Regions from separate parts of the Bombyx mori genome. Here region 2 is linked to region 1. The links are chromatin contacts, called in public Hi-C maps. All regions are on one chromosome and are shown on one strand. The core of a region is the stretch at or near the end of the contact, and the rest is flanking DNA. Distances in the headings are between cores, read along the strand shown.

Evidence for each region. Hi-C and Micro-C count contacts between places; a contact is called where the count stands out from the background.
Region 2: a contact with region 1 is called in a Hi-C map of whole pupa, with 2.4 times the contacts expected there. The contact joins the promoter of LOC101745243 here to the enhancer-like site in region 1. A contact is called at or near these places in 4 of 7 Hi-C or Micro-C datasets (midgut, an unstated tissue and whole pupa).

What each region holds. Positions count from the first base shown.
Region 1 is chr15:471,928-475,791 of ASM3026992v2, reverse strand. All of the region lies in intron 2 of LOC101745243, which reads left to right. Among protein-coding and RNA genes, the nearest start is that of LOC101740236, 42 kb to the right of the region's middle. Within about 2 kb of position 2,326, at least 7 of the 8 cell types and tissues checked have open chromatin away from gene starts, as enhancers often do.
Region 2 is chr15:541,924-545,541 of ASM3026992v2, reverse strand. It overlaps LOC101745243, which reads left to right and starts at 2,232. Exons shown (of 13, transcript XM_038015819.2): 1 at 2,232-2,573. It overlaps LOC101740103 (pseudouridylate synthase TRUB2, mitochondrial), which reads right to left and starts at 782. Exons shown (of 5, transcript XM_004928652.5): 1 at 310-782; 2 at 1-105. The coding sequence starts at 433.

The DNA.
Region 1 (3,864 bases), core at 1,077-3,576:
TTGATTGACTTCCTTGAGTAAGGATGACTCAGTGTCACAAACTAGAAGGAGAATTTACGCATTACTGCTTCACGGTAGAAATAGGCAGGGTGGTGGTATCTACCCGTGCGGACTCACAACACGTCCTACTACCAATAAATAGTCGTTTGGGCTATTTTCATTTTCCGAAGTTTTCACGGATCTCAATAAAATGTGAGTCGTCAGAATTTTAAACACGTGCAATATTATTCGTGATGTGTTCTGTGTATACAGAGTATATAATGTGGAGCATTTAAATACGACTAAAACAACAGTTTTTATCTTGCAAAGGTATGTTTTTAATTAATTACGAAACGAATTTTAACTGTAAGCTATTTGTGGTGTAACGACATTCCGCTCTATTTATCGCTACTTAATAACTAACAAAAATCCAATGAACAGGCGATGCGGAGAAGGGAACAGGTTGTAAGTGCGTAATCAGAATTAATGATCAGAAATCACCTTACCGTGACAGAGTTATCACATGTTAAAGTGTTCAGATTTATTGTGCTTTTTTTTCCTACTAAAGTTGGTAACCTTGCCATGTATGCCAGCATAACCGAGTAAGTAGGTGAGCTCACGGGGCTCAAACCTGACGACGTTGCTAACACTAGCCCCAGTAAAAGCAGTACTTCGCAAAATCTACCACCGGATCGCAATCGCGACCTACTTAAACAATCCAGCGAGAAACTCAGTGGGATTATTATGCAACGTAGAACCTATGTCTATCATAGTTTCTATGAAAACATAAAAATTACGCATGAATAATCATTTTCTAAATTTGTCATGCATGTATTCAAAATTAGAGGTAGATAACGGTGTCCATTTAATTATTTTACGACAGACGTATTGTGAAATATCGATAAATATATACATATATAAATATTTTGTTATCATTGACTATTATAAAAATAAATTGAAACAACAAAAATGAATTCAGAAAAGTCGGTCAGAAGTAATTTATCGTAAGGTCACGTGCCGGAACCGTCCGCGGGCACGCACTTCCGTCATTTAATGTCCATCGCGACCGTTGTCCGCCTGTTGAGATAGTAGGTACTATAATATTAACAACGTTTTATTAAGGGAACGACAAAATCAATATATTTCTGTCGGCCAATGAACGACGAACGAACGCGCTTTTATTCATTTGCGTTCTTTTTATTGCCCTTGTGGGCAGACTAGCATTCGGTCCACCTAATGGTGAGTGTATACCGTCGCTCATGGACCTCAGCAATCCCAGGGGCAGAGCCAAGTCGCTGCCTACCGTTAAATCTTAACTAATTACTATCGGGTCGTCGCGTCTCTTTGCGAGGGCGCGGGACGGTGATTCCCTGCCTATTGAGGCAGGGGTGATGAGTTGCGGGATTGCGCTGATGTAGGTCTGAGCTGATGGTGGGTGGGATTCTTCTTCTTCTCTTCATTCTTCCTTCTTGTCTTCTTTCTTCTATTCTCTTCTCTTCGTTCTTCTTTTTCTTTAACTAACCTCAAGACATCCGATATTTATTCGGTCGGGCAGGTGCCTGAAACTCGTGCGAGGATTTCGCGCTTAGGGGGCGCGCGGGGTATGTGGGTCTTGATAGTCTGCCGATGTTGGGAACAAACCGCAGGCCCAAGGATGCTTAAGGCACTATCCACTAGACTACTCCCCTTACACTCTTTCACCCGACGTCTGATCTCCGCCCAGGCTTACAACCCGTGCAGAGTAAGGGGTTTCCCGCAGTCAATACTACAACCAGACTCGCGGCGCCACCCCGAGGACGCCCCACCGACTGGTCGCCGAAGCGATTGGTGACGACCAACAACGCTGGTCTCCGCGTTACCGCGACCCATCAGGCCGCCCGGGCGGTGACGCTGGCGTTCCGGGATACCCTGTTGGGTCAGAACCAACCAGCCTACCGCCGGGTCGACACGCAAACGCATCAATGACTAAGCCGCTATCTGATTATTTCGATAGTTTTAGTGACACAAAACGTAGTCCGGTCAGTGCGTTTAAGGGTCCGATATTCAGGAGCACAACCTACAGTATAGTACAGTCGCACTTGCAAACCGGATTCACTCGGCTGCTCGTGTATATGGTATTAATTCACTAGCCCGCGTCGGACTCTCTTGAACATTCTTAACAAAAAAATATTGTTTTCTTCGCTATAAAAAACGAGTTTTGCGTCTTGTATGGCGGCCGGTATATAATACCGTAATGTGAATGACGCTATCCAATAGGAGACCTGAGAACAGTCTCAGTTGCGACTCGCCATCCTATGCTTCAAGTCTGAGTGTATCGTAGCTGAAATAAGCTTAACCGTGGTATAGGCAGCAAGTCTTGCGCTATTTACACAGTACTCAATCCAAACCTTAGTTACTGTCACGACCATCCTGCCTGTATCATGCTTCGGTTTGAATGGTGAAATAGCCGATAAACAGTAAGTACGACGGAGATTTCTCGTTTCAAGTTGGGTAGCACGATTACGTTGTCGTGGACATACGGAAGCTATTTAAAACCAGGCGGGTCGTGGTTGTATATATAGTGGTCACCTCACCATATAGTGAAGGCAAAAAAATTAAAGGACCTAAACTAATTCGTCGGTAGGTACCTGTGATTTAACTACACAAAGATTCTATTATTCCTTTGCCGTTACCAGATTGTATACTGGTGGATTTGGTATAAGACAACTTGGAAAATTTTACATAGGTATCCCAGGATCGAATTAGAGATCTCGTGCCGGACGGTTTTGCCCGTGTCAGAGCACGAACACTTTGTTGGGGTTGATTGTTCTGTTGACACAACTCTTGAAGTCCACCCAAGTGATCCATGTAGGCTGCAGTGACTTTGTATTGCAGTAGATTGGATTTCATATCCACCTGTAAATACAAAATACAAACAAACATATTAGATCGATAAACTTTCGAGAACATCTCACGACATGTCTTCCTCGTACATAATATATTAATTGGGTTACGCAGATGGGCTGATAACAATGTCAATGGATTCAATCATCGACATAAATTACTTGTTATAGAAATCTAGAACTTACTTTCGTAAAATGTGTAGTTTAAAAATTAAAAAGAACACGCTTAGTTATGTAGCAAACCGAAGTAATTTTTTTATCTTATTGATTCTGGATTAGAGCGAAGTTATAAAATTATTTTGTCGCCATCGGTCGTTGAGGCGTATGCAAATTTCCAGGTTGATCGGAGGTCTTGAAGTCCATTCCGTTACATAAAAGCAAACATGCGTAACATGCTAACAAAAGCGTGTAAAAAGATCTAATGGCTTTTATCTCCGATAATATATTATTAGTCCATAATGGTTGCTTTTTTTATTGTTTAGATGGGTGGATGAAAAAAATATGTAAATATAAAAGCGATAGTGTTTGTTTATTTGTTCACGTCTTAACCACTCAACCGATCGTCATGATATTTTGCGTACACATTATCAGAAGTACAAAATAAAACATAGGGCGTCTTTTACCCGGAAAAGAGTATCATAACCGAGGGATAGTTTTTTTTTTAAATTAACGAGTGTAGTCGCTAGAAAAATTTAGTTAAAACTTGTACACACTGTAATAAGTGAATGAAAGCGCCTTTCACATCGCCATGTCCAAATAATTAAATTAAACTAGAGGTCCCGCAGTAGTCGAAATTCGACAATAATTAATTGGAATTGTAAGTTTGTACACTATTATGATTGTATTTTATACTTCTATAATCACAAATTTCGCCAAGACTACAGTTTAAAAAACATTAACAAAGACAAACAAAATTTAATCGCAATTTGACCACAGACGTCAAGAACAAAAGTTTGACAATAAATACTATGCATGCGTGTGTGCGTCTAATAAACGGTATGTA
Region 2 (3,618 bases), core at 983-3,482, 70 kb before region 1:
GGTTGTCTGCATAGTTAGGCACCAAACACACACTCATCGGTTCGTTTGTGGCCCCTATAATCTCCACTCTTTTCTCTTGAGGACCATTTGGTAATGCATTCAAGTCTGGAAAAAAAATAGTTTTGCTTCAACTTGGATGGGCTTTGGTCATTTTTATGGTCAGATCGTCTCTCGTCAACTAATATCTTTGACATCGAGAATTCAAAATCTTTAAATTTTATATTCGTTTACGATTAAAGTAAATCTAGGTGAGGTGTATAATATTGTTTAGTTATATACGTGAGATTTAACATTAGTTAGAAAACTAACCTCTACATAAATGAGTTATAATTGTATGCTGCACTTGTTTAATGGTGACACATGGTGGTTTGTAAACACAAACCAAGCCATTTAAAGCTTTATACGCCAATGCTCCAGTACATAATTTCGCCATTTATCATGCCAGTTCCCAACAAAGTTCTCAGTTGAACAAAATAATCAAACTTCAAATTTTTCAAAACATCTTCGTTTTCGGTTTGATTTTTTCAATTGAACTGGTAAAGGGAGAGTAGCACACACAGCTTTCTCGATTTGAAAATTAAATAATTATGGGAGCATTTCGAGAACTTCATGTTGTTAAAACGTTCCATTATGACTTAATAATTTAAATATTGTCAGAAGACTGTTGAATACACGTTCTGTTAAATATACATCATTTTTTAAATTACACTGCATTACTATTTATTAGCAATATCTTCTTTATCATGAGACCAACAAACGTCGGTTTCTGGACACAGGGGTCCATTACAGATAACATCCACTGGATTCCCGCGACCTTTATGCCGGCCACTGACATTCGTACAATGTACGAATATTTGCGCGCATGTGAAGGGCCGTCAAACATTTATTCGCAAACCTAGCGGCGCGGCTGTGCAAATGGGTTCGCATACTCAATTTGCGAACCCGTTTGCGCTTCCTTCTACACTTGTTTACGAATGTCTCACGAATTTCTCCTCCTTTTTAATTCGTCAATAGAACATTGAAGAGAAAAAGAGTTTTTAATTCTTTCCCAGACATCATTAACAGCCATGCTGTTTTTATGGGATTTCTTTTGATGAAGATACGCTACACAGTAGACGTCCCGAACTATGAAAATGGCGTATAGTATACGTCCGTTACCTTCGCAATCGTCGGCGCAACTGGGCAAGCGAATGTGTGGGAGACTACGCGAAGGTTCGAGGTTCGCGCGCTTTGATGTCTGTTAAAAAACCGACACAGCTTGGAAAACCACGAATGCAGCGAAAACTTTGCATAATCATTCGCAAATGTCGTCCCACACTTGCGGGTTTGCGTATTCGTGAGCATGTGAGTGACCGGTGTTAGTATATTGTCGGATCACCTTCTGGGAGTCATAAAAAAGCTGTCACTCGGTGCGCGATCACCATTCACGCAAATACTTTTTTGTTTTAATTTTATTCTATTATGGAGTTTTTTTATGATTCGTCTGAAAATAGAGATTGCCTAATTAGTTGTATGTTTGACGATTTTTTTTCTATTTAAGCTGTTATTGTAACGTTCATGCCAGAGGGAGCTGTTGATAGCCGGAAACCAAGTGATTTTGGTGGAATACTGACAATGCCAGCACTAAACAAAAAAATGTGTGCGTGTACTAGTGTACACACGTAAGAAGTGAAACTTGTTTATGGCCTTATTTTTCGAAAAATGATCTACATGCAACTTTCTAGAAATTGGTTAAATAAAGTTAAATTAGATAAAGTTTAAACAAAAGGATTTTATTATCATAGACATGAATACAAAAAAGTTAAATTAGATAAAGTTTAAACAAAAGGATTTTATTATCATAGACATGAATACAAAACAGATGGCGCGTAACGGAAAAAAGTGACGCGTAACCGAAAAATGTGACGGTAAATTTTTTTCCAACGCCGATAAGGAAGTTTCACTTCAAAAATCCTAAGGCGTTCAAAACTAAACTTTTTCATTTTTTTGTTCAAACGTGGTTTCACAAGAATACTCGGAGGTATTCATTATGACGATGATGATGACTCGGAGGTAGGCATTGCTAACTTTTGTACATGACTACAATAAAAATTTTGAATACATAATTTTGGAGTATTTGTAAATGTGTATCTTAAACTTCGGGAGACAATTTTTTTTGTATTAATTTTACTCTTATTTTATTAAATACTAAGGCAGATGGTATAAGTACTAGCACTAAAGAACAGCTGACATACCTTGTTCTATGTATTGTTTCTTCAAATAATCTGTGATCATAAATGTCAATTGTCATTGTCACGTCGTCACGATTTACTCAACATGTCAGTTGTCTTTTAACTACCTAGACGGGAGCGGCGAGCAATGGCCGATTGAAAGTCTCGCCACCGTTGATATCACTCGACGGCATACGTGTTCCATTATTGTGTTCCAACAGGAATTAATTCTTCCCGTGTTTTATTATATACAGTAAGAGTTAAAAAATTTAATACGTTGTGGTTTTATGAATAGTGTAACAGTTTAATGTGTAGGTGTTCGTGAATTCGTCGGACTCTAGTTTCGTATGAAACCATTGAACTGTAAGTTGAATGATTGGATTATTTTTATTACTTGTTGATTTTGTAATTCAGTTTCGTCAGAAATTTTCTTTAGACGTTTTATGAGTATTGAACATGGTTTCCATTTTTTCAGTTTTATTTCGCCTGACCCTAATGTTTACTTCCAAACACAGCTTACATACATACGACTTATAGCAAGACACGCGCCTCATTAACTTTTGATTTACTTACTACATCTATTACGAAAAAAAAAGTAAATTTATAATTTATTCAATTTTCTAAATTTAAAAAAGAAATTGAACAAAACAAATAATTAAGGGACCATGTACTACATTTTTTTTAAAATCTAGCAACAATTATAATTATCACCTGTTAAATAATGTATGTTGTAAATATTCATGCTTTATCACTCCACACCAATTGTGCAATATCAGCAATATATATATTACTAAGCACTTATTGGGGTTATTAATATATAAACACACATTAATTTCACGGCACAAGAAGTAAACTGGTATATCAATAGAAATCTCATAGTAATTATTTTTGAATTTGGCATACTTTATGTATTCTTATAATTGTAAATAAAACAAATATTAGCTTAAATCATTGAACTTCATTAAATCTCTGATTCCTAAACACCTAATATCTTTTAATTGAGGAATAAAACAGTACATAAATTACTATTAACTATCTAAAAAATTTCTCTTAACAATTTTCTCATTAAGGGCACATTTAATGTGAAAATATATTTTTGGATTTTCGCATTAAATATGCACACAATATATTATAATGTATTGGATTAATTGCAGTGAAAACATTTCTCAAAACCCTAACAAAGTTACAAAGTGAGTGATGTTTCATTTAAATGATCATAAACATGTTTTGTATATAGTCTAAAATCAAATAATATTGTCAACTTGTTCACAAAAATTTTAGTGTGATGAATGGGTAGTTGCCAAGCATCAAGAAGCATTTATCCTTTTTGTTATTGGTGGACATTTATTTGCAGTTTATGACTTTTTTGGTATGAAAGAGAACATGAAGAGAATTGACAAGGGATTGT